Regions from separate parts of the Drosophila melanogaster genome. Here region 2 is linked to region 1. Evidence: chromatin contacts called from public HiChIP or PLAC-seq data. All regions are on one chromosome and are shown on one strand. Each heading gives the region's core, a stretch centred on a gene start, on an enhancer-like site or on the middle of the called end of the contact. The rest is flanking DNA. Distances are from core to core; before and after follow the strand shown. Region 1 holds the start of Lk6 (Lk6 kinase). Region 2 holds the start of mthl5 (methuselah-like 5).

Evidence for each region. HiChIP or PLAC-seq counts read pairs in DNA pulled down with a chosen protein or histone mark.
Region 2: a Psq HiChIP or PLAC-seq map of the Kc167 cell line shows a contact between it and region 1, with 4 times the contacts expected there. The contact joins the promoter of mthl5 here to the promoter of Lk6 in region 1. A contact is called at or near these places in 6 of 107 Hi-C or Micro-C datasets (the Kc167 cell line, the S2 cell line, the Sg4 cell line and 1 more) and 2 of 6 datasets of contacts at active chromatin or transcription factors (both in the Kc167 cell line).

The regions. Positions count from the first base shown.
Region 1 is chr3R:11,760,693-11,766,608 of dm6, reverse strand. Lk6 (Lk6 kinase) reads left to right here and starts at 2,152. Exons shown (of 6, transcript NM_143729.3): 1 at 2,152-3,125. The coding sequence starts at 2,963. l(3)neo38 (lethal (3) neo38) reads left to right here. Exons shown (of 6, transcript NM_001043243.3): 6 at 1-1,571.
Region 2 is chr3R:11,883,658-11,889,573 of dm6, reverse strand. It overlaps mthl5 (methuselah-like 5), which reads left to right and starts at 2,406. Exons shown (of 6, transcript NM_141869.3): 1 at 2,406-2,991; 2 at 4,035-4,159; 3 at 4,223-4,393; 4 at 4,451-4,632; 5 at 4,691-5,191; 6 at 5,253-5,636. The coding sequence starts at 2,739. The coding sequence ends at 5,511. CG31368 reads right to left here. Exons shown (of 8, transcript NM_206476.3): 3 at 5,639-5,916; 4 at 46-1,080.

The DNA of each region.
Region 1 (5,916 bases), core at 903-3,402:
ACTCACTCTCTCTCTCTCTCTCTATCTATTTTTCTTGACACACTAAATCGAATAAGAAAATATAAAACAATAAGTTTATAAAGAAAAAGTTGCAATAAATGACAAACAAATGAAATTAAATCACTCAGGGATAAAGCCTCCAAAAGAAAAACATAAAATAAAAATGCAATATTTTAAACGAAGTGAAAAAAGAAAAGAAAAATGAAACAAAACAAAAGAAAAGAAAAGAAAAGAAAAATTTAATCTAATGAGGAAGTACATTTTAAAGTTACAAATATTTTAGAATAATACGAGAAGAACAAACTAAAAATGTTTTAGAAATTTGCACAAATTTTGGCATTTTATAAACGCAAAACGAACCATCATCAACCAACTAAAATGCATAACGAACGAACAAACAAATGACGAAATAGATACATATTTTCTCACACTTCATTGGCTTATCGAAGGTATAAAATCGACAATTACAGGATAGATCTAGATCGCAACACAGCCGAACCGACGACGATCGACTTCACAGGCTGCTGGCAAACGGTCCGTGCAACTTTTAGTGCATTTAAATAAATTATAAACACAAAAACAAAAGCAAACACAAAAATGATCGAAGGAGCGTAAGCGAAACATAAGCAGTTCATATTTACAGGAGCTAAATAAGTAATGCGGGGGGTTTGCGGCCAAAGAGAAGTTAAATTGTAGTTAGAGGTGGATGGATTAATACCCTAGGATGGCATTTAGGGCAAGGATCAGACGAAAAGGGCGCGTAGCATTACACCTTTTACATTAAACGACGATACGATGCCGCGCATCCAATTTGAAACTGTACGTATTGAATTTATGTTTAGTGTCTGCAGCATGCGGGGGATGTGAAGGAAGGAAGGAGGGAAGAAAAAGGATCGACGGGCGAAGAGCTAAATACATTTAAGGGTTAGATTTTCTGCGAAAGGACTGAAGTTAAGGCAACGTAGCGTTTAAATGCAAAATTGAATTGAATTGAATTGATGACGAAACCGAGTGTTATGGATAATGGAGCGTGCGCGAATGCGATTGGTGACGAAAATTACTTGTTTTAAGGCTGGACTTATGTAATTTCGAGCAAAAACGATAGTAGCGAAACAAAAACATGTAAAATGCAGATATAATATTTTTATAATTAAAACAAAGGTACCCCCACCCCACTACCCTTATCTTAATATGTTTAATTCAACTGCAATTATCGTTAAAGACGTATTTACTGTTTGTGATCCAAATTCATTGATTAAACGTAAACTACACAAAGATACAATTGTTGCATGGGCAAGGTTTGAAGTCCGGGTTCGCAAAGTACCCACAAGTACTCGATCCCCGGGTCTCAAAGACGAGGAAATCACGAGTCAATAAGCCAGGTTTAAAACTTGCAGGTGCGTCGTCAATGGCTCGCAATATTTTCCGGTCGGGCCAAATCCGAAAATGGCCTGCCCGAAAATTATACACACCTTACAGGACCGAGTGTTAAGAGTACTTTTGGACTCTCTGCGAACCCATAGAAATAGAGCAGGAACAGTAAATTGTACTTAATTGAAAAATGATATAATAAAACACCGCCACTTTGAAATATATTTACTTGAATCAAATAATATTAATGAGTATATATAACTTTGTACTTGAATAATATTTTATTTATATTTACCTTAAGTCAATAAAAATTCTAATAAATTATAATCACCCAAAAATGCATTTTGTTCAAATGTCGAGGGGAGTTCTTTTCAACTGCTGATTGGAAAATTGATGCCTTTTATTATTGATATTTGCGAATACTGATTGACAAGCTGCGAACCTTGAGTAAACGTATTCTTCCCAAAAATAAAATATAAAATAAATAAAGAAGGCTAATAAGTTTCATAGTGGGGTGTAAATTAAACAATTCAAAAGAACCGCCCAACTGTGGTTTATAAGCTTGGCGCACTACGCCAAGTAAAATACATGTAGAAAACGTGACGGCGTTGCCACTCTTATTGTATTTAGCTAGTTTAACCACCAAATAAACAGCGAAGTTCTCAACCATATGTGAGTTGCGTAGCCATACTACATTTGAAGCAAAAAACCCTAGTGTCGCTGCCGTCTTGTGGTATTTTCGTTGGCCCGAAAAACGGTCCTACCAAAATGGTACCTCCGGCCACACGGATGAATTCGTCGTCATTCGTCGGAATCATTCGAACTTTGAAAATGGATCGGTAGCTGGGAAGGAAACTTAAAGCGAAATACGCAAAGAAAACGGCTTTTGTCCGCTATTCAGCGATTTTTTTTGTGTTGTAATCAGCAGAGGAAATTTTAACGACCAACTCCACCGCCACACCAGCCATCTCCAGCAGCTCCGGAAAATAAAATAGAACTAAATTAACGCCTCCATCACTACAACAACCATCTCACCAACAACTACAAGAGCAACAACCACAGCAACAGCACTACTGCACCAAGCCCACAAAGAAGAGGTGAAACGCAAAAATCGCAATACCCGAAGAAAAAAACAAAAAATATCGCAGATAACCGAAAAAAGCGGTGCAAATAGATAAACCCCATTTTTTGCTTGAGCTTTTTTCGCCTGTGTGATGAGAGAAATCAGCAGCAGCCATCGATTACAACAACAACAGCAGCCACACCAACGACGACTCAACCACCAAACCAAGAATAAATAAACAGCGGAGAGCGATAGATAGAGAGAGAGAGAGAGAGGAGCATCTGCAGCAGAATTGAATCAGTTTTTTCATCAACCGCCGCATTGTATTAAAAACACAAAAATCCCATAGGCGGCCACCATTTTGATTTTGAATGAACTGAACGAGAAGAGAGGAAAGAGCACGAGAGACTGAGAAAAACTGCTGCTCATTTGTTGCACCGTAAACCCTTTTTCCAGCTTGTAAGCACTCTGCCTGTCTCACTCTAATCGCGTCCAGGAGCACCGTACAGTAACAACAACAGCAACAACATGGTGGAGCCCAAGTCCGGGACAGCTGCTTCTGCCGCTGCTGCGAAAGCAAGCAACAACAATAACAACAACCACCCCCGTGGATCTGGGGACAGCGGCATCCGGAGTGGCAGCGGCATTTCCTGCAGCAACACGGACAACAGCTGCAGCCAGAGTCAGTCAGGTGAGCAATTTGAGTTTCTAGAACTCTGGGAGTTTGACACTAAATTCCCATAGCTGAGAAGCAAACTGTGATGCATGAGATATATTTTGGAAACCTTCTGAAGAGATTTCGCATATTTGCGCTTCGTGTGTCACCAGTTTAATTTTAACTAGACAACATGTTAACAGAATGATGAAATAATTGCAAATATTTGCTCTGACTGTGAATTTGGCAGCTCTTTCGTATAAATTTGAACTTCTACCTATTGGAAATTCACCTGTATCTCTGTCGTAATATTGTTGTATTGCCTAAATATAAAGTATATTTCGTAGGCAACAGTTATTTGCATGCCAAAAGAAAACAAAAGCCTTATTTAAGCATATAATTATTATTTTGAGAATGTGACAAACGTTCTTTGCTTCTTAAAGTTGTACCTATAAAATACGATTTGTAGGATATTTCTGCTAAAATGCAATGGTAAAAAAAAGATATACGTTAATGTAATATTTTGTATCGGAAGTTATACTTCCTCTAAAGTTCCTAACCATATGTATGTATTATTCTGCTTGTCATTGGGTGGGGACTGACTACCAATCAGAGAAAAGACCCGACCATTGCTCCTACGCTTTCATTCAGTGGATTTCTAGTCAGTTATCGGCAAAGCTGGGCCAGGCAGCACTTTCGTTTCGTTTACCCTTGCTAATCAATCGAACGAACTAGGGAGCATTGACTGACTGGGCCACGTTGCGCACCGGGTGCCGCAGTGTATTTCCTTGACGTCACACGATGTTCGAGAACATGCATGCTGTCTGCCTGCCGGCGCCCAACCCCACCACCCACTCCGCTTCCCTTCACCCACCCCGCACAGTCTGTGTGGTGTTTACAGTTGTTTTGTTTCGCCAAGAGAACCCCATTGCATCATTCGACTGGGGCCATTAAGCTGAATATAAGTGTGTATGTGCCCTAATTTTAGGGGTATTCCAGCATCTGGACTTTATAACCATCACTGGGGGTGTTATTATTGTACACAAGTTCTTAATTATATGTGGGATTTGATATATGCTATAAAATAACAATGACAAAGATCAACTAAATCCACTAATTAGTCATATTCTAACTGGAGGTTAAACTAGAAGTTTGTTGTTTTCGTTTAGATAGTGATTATAGTCCATACTTTGTGTTTATCAAAGATAATCTTATGAAACAGGACAGATTGTTGTGTAAATATGCTAGATACGGTTGGGTTGGACCACTGACATCCACTAATTCCACTAATATCCTATAAAATCGGGCATAAGTGAGCTGCTTTGAAAAATCATGAAATCCATATGGGTAAACTGCTGTACAATAGGAATATATTCACACATACATATGTAGATTTCAGCACCAATAGTTACCCTTTGTAATTAGACCAGTTGACTGGTATAAATTCGCATAATATGATTATCAATTTAAGCAATACTAGATTCCAAGCACAAAAGGGTATTCCTTTTCCCTGCCATTCCACCAACACCACCAAAGCTGCCGGCGAAGTGAGAGAGACGGCACTAGTATCTGTGCCAGCTAGCCGAGACCGAGAAATTGAAATTGAGCGTGTGCAGGCAGTTATGGAAATGGAAAATGACTCATGATGGCTGATCGATTGAGCGTAATGCACTGACACTCGTGTTCAAATGCGTATTCGTGCCCAAAATGCAGCGAACGCGGCGAAATGTGAACAAACTACGATTATAACCTTCATGACGTTTATTGCACTTGGTGTGACGTTCGTTGCTTGGCCTCCCACACATATAAAATGTGTGCGCCCATTAGGAGTTGTGCTGGAGTGGATTTTGCAGCTGCAATCAACTGAGTGCAAAACGCTGTCAATTGGAGCCCACCAGCTGGAAACTTGTTTTCCCCCCAACGATCCATAATAATTTTCCATAATTATCGAGAAGTTTTTCATTCTATCGAGGCCTATCGATAGGAGGACATCTAGTGGTGCCTACGTGCAGCCTCCTCCGATTCATGAAATCAGCCCAATATATCTCTGTCTCCCTTGCTCGTTTGCGCAAAAGCCCTGAGAGAGAAATTTATTTTTTAGCTGTGGCAATGCCGCAGTGGAAAAAACGTCAGCTGAGGCATATGTGTTGTTTACTGTGCAAAACGAAAACAAAGCAAGTTAAATGTAGTTTTTGTTTTGCTGTTTGCCCTTTCCACTTGTTTGCTTTTAAACAGAACTCGCGCACATCACACCACCTTCATTGGTATGCATTGGCATTGGTGTTGGAGTCTGTCTCTCTCCCTCGCACCTCTGCTCCACGTCTTTCACGACATTTTCTCGGGCATCGCGCTCTCACACTCCAAAACGTACAAAAACAATGAAACAGGGCTCTCTCTGCACTGAAAGAAAAATAACTTGTTTACTTCAAATTAGCTAAATATGAAAACATTAGGCTGTTCAGTGAAATACGTTTAGTTTATGTGCCACTGTAAAACTATGCTCTAACCGTTAAAAATCAATCATATGCCACAACCATATTTCTTCCTGTGTACTCTCTTTTTACAAGAACTTAATTGCATCATGTAACGCTCTCCCGCACCGGTCTCTTCCTGTGCCGCTCTCTTAAACTTTAGTCTCTCTCTTTCGACCGCTTCTCGGTTTGTCGCTTTGTTATTGTTTTTCCTGTTGCTGTTTTTGTTTTGCTTGCGGCGTGTCGGACACAACCACAAAGCGACTTTTTGTCAAAACTGGTTCTGTGTCCAATATGATGTGGCTTTATCGCCGCTCTCTTTCCGCCGCCGATGCGTTGGTGTGCGTGGGCTTATT
Region 2 (5,916 bases), core at 1,157-3,656, 120 kb before region 1:
TAAGTAACACTGTTGGCAATTAGCAGGAAATAGTTGGACACCTACCTCCTGTAGATCGTCCATATCCAAGCGGTACTGATTGGAGTCCAGCCAAACGCGGTAGCAACGATTCTCACCCTGCAGCTGTGGCCTTGGTTCCGGGCCGTCTTCTATGACTCGGCCATTGGCATCTAGCATGCCCTCCACCTCACACCCACGGACACTGACCAAGCCTACCTGGGGAACAAAAGGCTCGCGGTGCTTGTACTTAGTGCCGTATGGTTGCGTTGGCTTTACGGTTATGAGGAAGCACACGTCGTGCTTTCGAAGGTTCTCCCACTCTGCCTTGATCTCTCGGCGCACCGAAAGAGTTACGCCCACATCAGCACGTACTCTGGAGGGCTTCTTTTCGCCAAGATGAGGTTTGGCCACTTCGACAACGGCAAAGCTGGCAATGGGCAGAGCCATTCTTGCCCAGCCACCGAACACAACATCGCCATCTTCGGATTTCCATGGCAACATGCGGCTGACGGCATCTTCGATATCTTGGCGGATTTCATAGGTGGATTCCAAGCGGAATAGGTTAAAGTTGCGTAGGAGATAATCGTGGAGAGTCAGGAACTGCAGATTAAGTTTGGGTAGCGCCAAGCAGCTGTCACCGGAGTAATATTCCGAGGGCACCACGTTCTCGTCCCAGATGATCTGCTCCGTGGGATACAGGGGCATCTCGTTTAGCGCCTCCAACTGCGAACAGCGTCGCTCATGTCGCGTAATCAGCAGCTCACGCAGAAATTGCTCGTCTACCCGATGCCAGTCCAAGGGTGAGACCACCTCCTCTGGCACGAGATTCAAGAACGTGGCAATCTGAAGGAGTCCCTTGCCATCCAACCCACCGAAGTGCTGCTCCAGCGACTCCCTGTTATCCACCGTGGCTACGTTGGACAAGGCAAAGACCCGCAGGCTGGGAAACTTGGCGAACACCGCTCGCTGCAGCGAGGTGATCTTCTTGTAGTGCAGCTGGGTCATGTCGTGATCAGTGAGCGAACTTCCAGTAACGTCGTTGATCTCGAAGCGGGTATAAAACTTTAGCATGTCCAGGAGCTGTAGGTATGTTTGTTTTTTCATATTGTTATAGCAATCAGTCAAGAAGTCGTTATATCTAATTAAGAGATATTACAAATAAATGAATTCTCAACCCCCATTTGGGCTGATCCGCTCCTGTTCGGTTTCCCAAACGCGCGTGTTGAATGGAACGTGTTTGTTGTACTACCTGCCATCGTGAATTCTACAAACTCACGCAAACATTGAGCGTTTCTCTTGCCTTGCCAAGCTCTCTCTCTCTCTTTCTTGATTTCAGCTGCACTACAGGTATTCAAAGCCAGACATACTATGTAAGCCAAGCCGGTTGGTGTACCCCAAAAGGTTGATACGTCATCATTTTGGGCAAGACCACTCACACAGTTGCACCATTTAAGTTTGGCTATGTGTGCGAGAGAGGTAGTGCTAATTAGACCAGCCAGGTGAGCGGAAAGCGGAAGTCCTTGCCGTTGGAATGGGGGGACTTTCCCTAAAACCCAATACATGCGTGTGTGTTCAATACAAATCTGTGTTGAAGGTTAGCTGAAGGGTGTTGCGGACTAACATTTAACTAAGGGAAGTCTTTAAAGAAGACTTCTTATCTTCCCTTCCATTTCAGAGTTTGTGGAGGTGCGAGAGGACAAGTGTGATGACAGGCCACGCGTCAATAGGGCATTGCACACAGCTGCATCTTATCGCACCGCATCATCAAGCCTCATCCTGGTGCAGGAAGCGAGGGGAGGGGGAGCACTAGAGTGCGCTGGAGGAGCAAACAAAGCCGTCGCACACTCATACGGGCAGACATTGCCGGTTCCTGCTTCACTCGCACGGACTACTTGCTCCAATTGATAATTTCCGTCGCTCAATTTAAAAAAAGAGAGCACGGTGATGGAAAGAGGGCGCGAATTCAAAGCCTTGCTTCCACATTTTATACCCTCGATGGATCAAAGGGTATTATACAACGCTACTTTTGAGTATATAGATCTGTTTGCGTGCAATCTGTTTCAAATGCAATAAGTGAGTAACTTGAAATTGAAATAGCATTTAGTCATATAGAAACCGTAGTAAGCCTACATAAATGTCTAAGTACATTCCCTACTATGTCTTCTTCTACATTTGATAGCATGCCTTAAAAAAGTATTAAATCGGAAAATAAATAAGAACGGTATTATATGTGGGTTTAAATTCCTTCAGGCAGGGCAGTGAATAGTCGGTGCACTCGGGTACAACGCTCAGTCTGGTTTTCAATGCGAGAGAGGGAGCTCTTTGGTGGGGGTTGAGCGCTGCTCTCGCAACTCTCCACTCTCTCGCCGCCTTAGTGACTCGATATTAAGAGCCGGGGACAGAGAGTCATTCGCTTTTTGTCGTCGCTTCGAATCGGTTGATGTTGCTTCTTCAATTTTTATTTCGTTTTGAATACTGTTTAAAGAGGAAGTAAAGCGCGCATTGTTTATTAACCGAATACGAGTCTGAAACCCAGACGAAAGTGCCTTTGTGGGTGTGTTGATACAAAAAAAAGTGTCGCCTTACTTGAGTTCTGGCATGCAAGTCATGATCTTGGCTCACAGCCGGCACCTTGATGACGCATTTCTTAGCAAGCGCAGATCCACATAAACACCAACGACAACTGCCTTTTACCTGTGTATTGTATTTGTATCTGTGTCTGTGTTACTAAGCAAAAGATGCTCGTAAAAACGCTTGGCGCGCATTTTGCAGCCGGGCAAAATGCAAAAAAATGCAGCTGCTGCGCTCTGCTGATTTCCCTGCTCTGCGTATTACTTCTTAGTCTAAACCCTTTACCAGTAACCAGTCATGTCACTAGCGCCGGATCATCAACAGCCCTATCTTCCGATCCCAACCTAGTGCTGGTCAACAAATGTTGCGAGAAGTTCGAGATACACGTGGACCATGAGTGTCAGCAGGTCAATGAAACGGGTAAGTTCAACAGCTGGCCAGGCGGAAAACTCCTAGTCGCTCGAAAAAGTTGCCATAACAACCACAACGAAGTTGGTTGGCCATTCAACTTTATGGATTTTCCCTTCTGGCATGCAACATATGTATGCCCAACATTAAATGGCCCATTTGTTGGCTATCAGTGGATCAGTGGAACGAAGCCAACAGCTAAATATCCCCAACTCCACAGTTCGCACTCCCCCAAGAAAGTTCTTAAAACAAACAGAGGGTGGCCCCAATCCTGATGAGAAATATGATTTATGCTGTGGGGCATGTTTCTGTTTAAACTATAAAGTAGCCACTTGATGAGGGATTCCCAAATCGGGAATATTATCTCTTGGAAGTAAAATGAGGCAAAAAATCCATTAGTAAGGTAATATAAGATGCTTCTGTTCCCCATAAATGCGAGCCCTGGTAATTAATGTTTGTGGAGCTAATGGTGAATATAGTGATATATTGCCTTGGGTGAATGTTTGACAAACAATCGCAACAATTGTGGGAAATAGAAAAGCGTACTCTAGCATCTATATCGATATTCTAGCTCGGACAACTAAAACTGGATAAAACATTTATGACCATGGATCGGCCATATAGGTGACACATAAAAATGTAACTATTACTGATAGTTGAATCATTGCATTGTACTGATCTCATCCGATTTTAATTGTAGTCATTTGAGTAATCCCAATACTACAATACAACAGGGCACATAATCGCAACATGCAATCTAATTTCCGTGTGCTTAGCTATGATTAACATATGAATGGCTGAGTGGAAAAAAATGTATCCGAACTCCGATAATTGAAGAAGAACCAATCTGCACAAATTGCAAAACCAGCTGATGAAGGCGCATGGAACAGCTCAAGTTCTTTGCCCAGAAGCGTAAATATTTATATTCGCAGAGAGAAAAGAAAATCTGGCTCCCCTCTGATCCACCAGCCGCAACAAAAGCAGCGTTAACTTGAACTGCCTTTATGATTTTCCACGGTCTGTGTTCTCTATTTATCGTCCGTTTCCATTTGCAGACTACTTCCAGCCGATGTTCACCAGCTATGGAGGAGAGCAAAACAGGCCCGTTAAGTTCAAATTCGTCATCGGGATTCCAAATTGTGGATCCATGCAGATGTGGCCAATATACCACTATGCTGGCGTGAGTTTGAAGTTCTTTGCATAGAAACTTTTAGATACTTATAGATATTTTTATATTTTCTAGAGCTCTGATAAGCTAGTGTTACTGGATGATGGGAGGCTAAGGCATTACACCAATGCCGAAAACGAAGCAGAGGAGCGTCATGGAATACAATCGGATTATGAGGAGGATATTGCCGGCAGTCTGGAACCGCTATACCATGACTACGATAAGGGATTGTATTGCATTGACAAGGTAAGAGTAGCTAAAGTCCACATAAATTGCATGGATGATCATAAAATCCATTCGCAGGCCACTTCCAGTACTGGAGAGGAAAATGTGCTATTCGCCAACATTTGCTTGGCCCGCAAGGAGATCAAGTGGAGTGACTCAAACTTTCTGCTCCGCAAAATCTTAAACCCAATTTTCCATGGCATCTCGCTTGTTATCCTGCTGGTCATCGCCATCATCTATTTTATACTTCCTACTCTCAGGTGAGCAATAGTTTGAATTTGACTTGCTTCATGCGTTAATTTTCAATCCATTCAGCAGAGATCTGGTTGGTAACATTGTGACAACGATAGCCATGTGCCTTATGGTAAGCCAGGCAGCAGACCTTGTCAGAATTTTCACCGAGCTGACCAGCCATGTGAGCTTCATTGTGGCGGACATTATCCTGTGCTTCAGCCTCTTGGCAGCTTTCTTCTGGCTGAACAGTTTCGGTTTTTACATTTGGAAGACCTTTCGTTCGAGGAACGTCTTCCTGCGAGTCACGGACGGCAGGAAGTACTGCTATTATTCTGCGTATGCTTGGGGATGCACAGCAACGATGGCTGCACTGGCTGTCTTCGCACATTTCTTCCTCGACGCCGAATCCTACAAACAGGAGCACATGGTGGGCGAGCAAGAGACGATCGGCTGGCTAGGCATATGCATATTCTTTGCTCCAATTGCTTGTACCATTTTGGTAAACATATTCTTCTATGTGACCACCAGGAAGTTGATTAACCGCAGGACGGTATACGGCCGCATTGCGCACAAATTGAAAGCCAAGTAAGTAGATCGGCATCTAGGCATTACATATAAGTATATGAAAACATTATCTTCCTTGCAGTTTTATCATGTTCTCGCTGATGCTGTTAGTAATGTCTATAGCCTGGCTATTCCTCATAATGTCCTGGTTGCAGATGGAAGGCCTGCTTTACGCCCACATCGTAGTTAACGCCCTGCAGACGCCGCTGTTGCTATACATATGCGTGCTGCGCCAGCGACATGTGACATTTCTGCTGAAAAAGACCTGCTGCTACAATGAGCCACCGTCGGCAAACGACTGGGGCGATGAGCTGCATTATATGAACGGCAACGATTACTGAGGAGCCACCGTCCACACTAATATAAGTGTTTTCGTAGTTTAGCAATGTCCAACATTGAGATTTGTACTTAATTTTAACTAATTTATGCTGTACGAGATAGTTATTAAATGAGAAGTCTGACACCTACCTGACCAAACAGTTTTCCCTCCTCGCGACGAACCAAGGGTGACAGAAGAGCCCGCACAATCAGATGACAGTCGTCTAAAACCGTGTTGAAGAAGCGTCGAGTCGGCAAAAGTGCCTCCAAGTCGATAATAAACTCTAGGAAGCGCTCACAGTAGTGAACCACGTTGCGCGGCACCTCGCCTTCGGCGGGAATGCTTTCGAGTATGTGCAGGAAGTCAATGATAAGGTTCTGCATAAAGTGTCTCTCCCAGAGGACCTCCGGTTTGCTGTCTTTCTCCT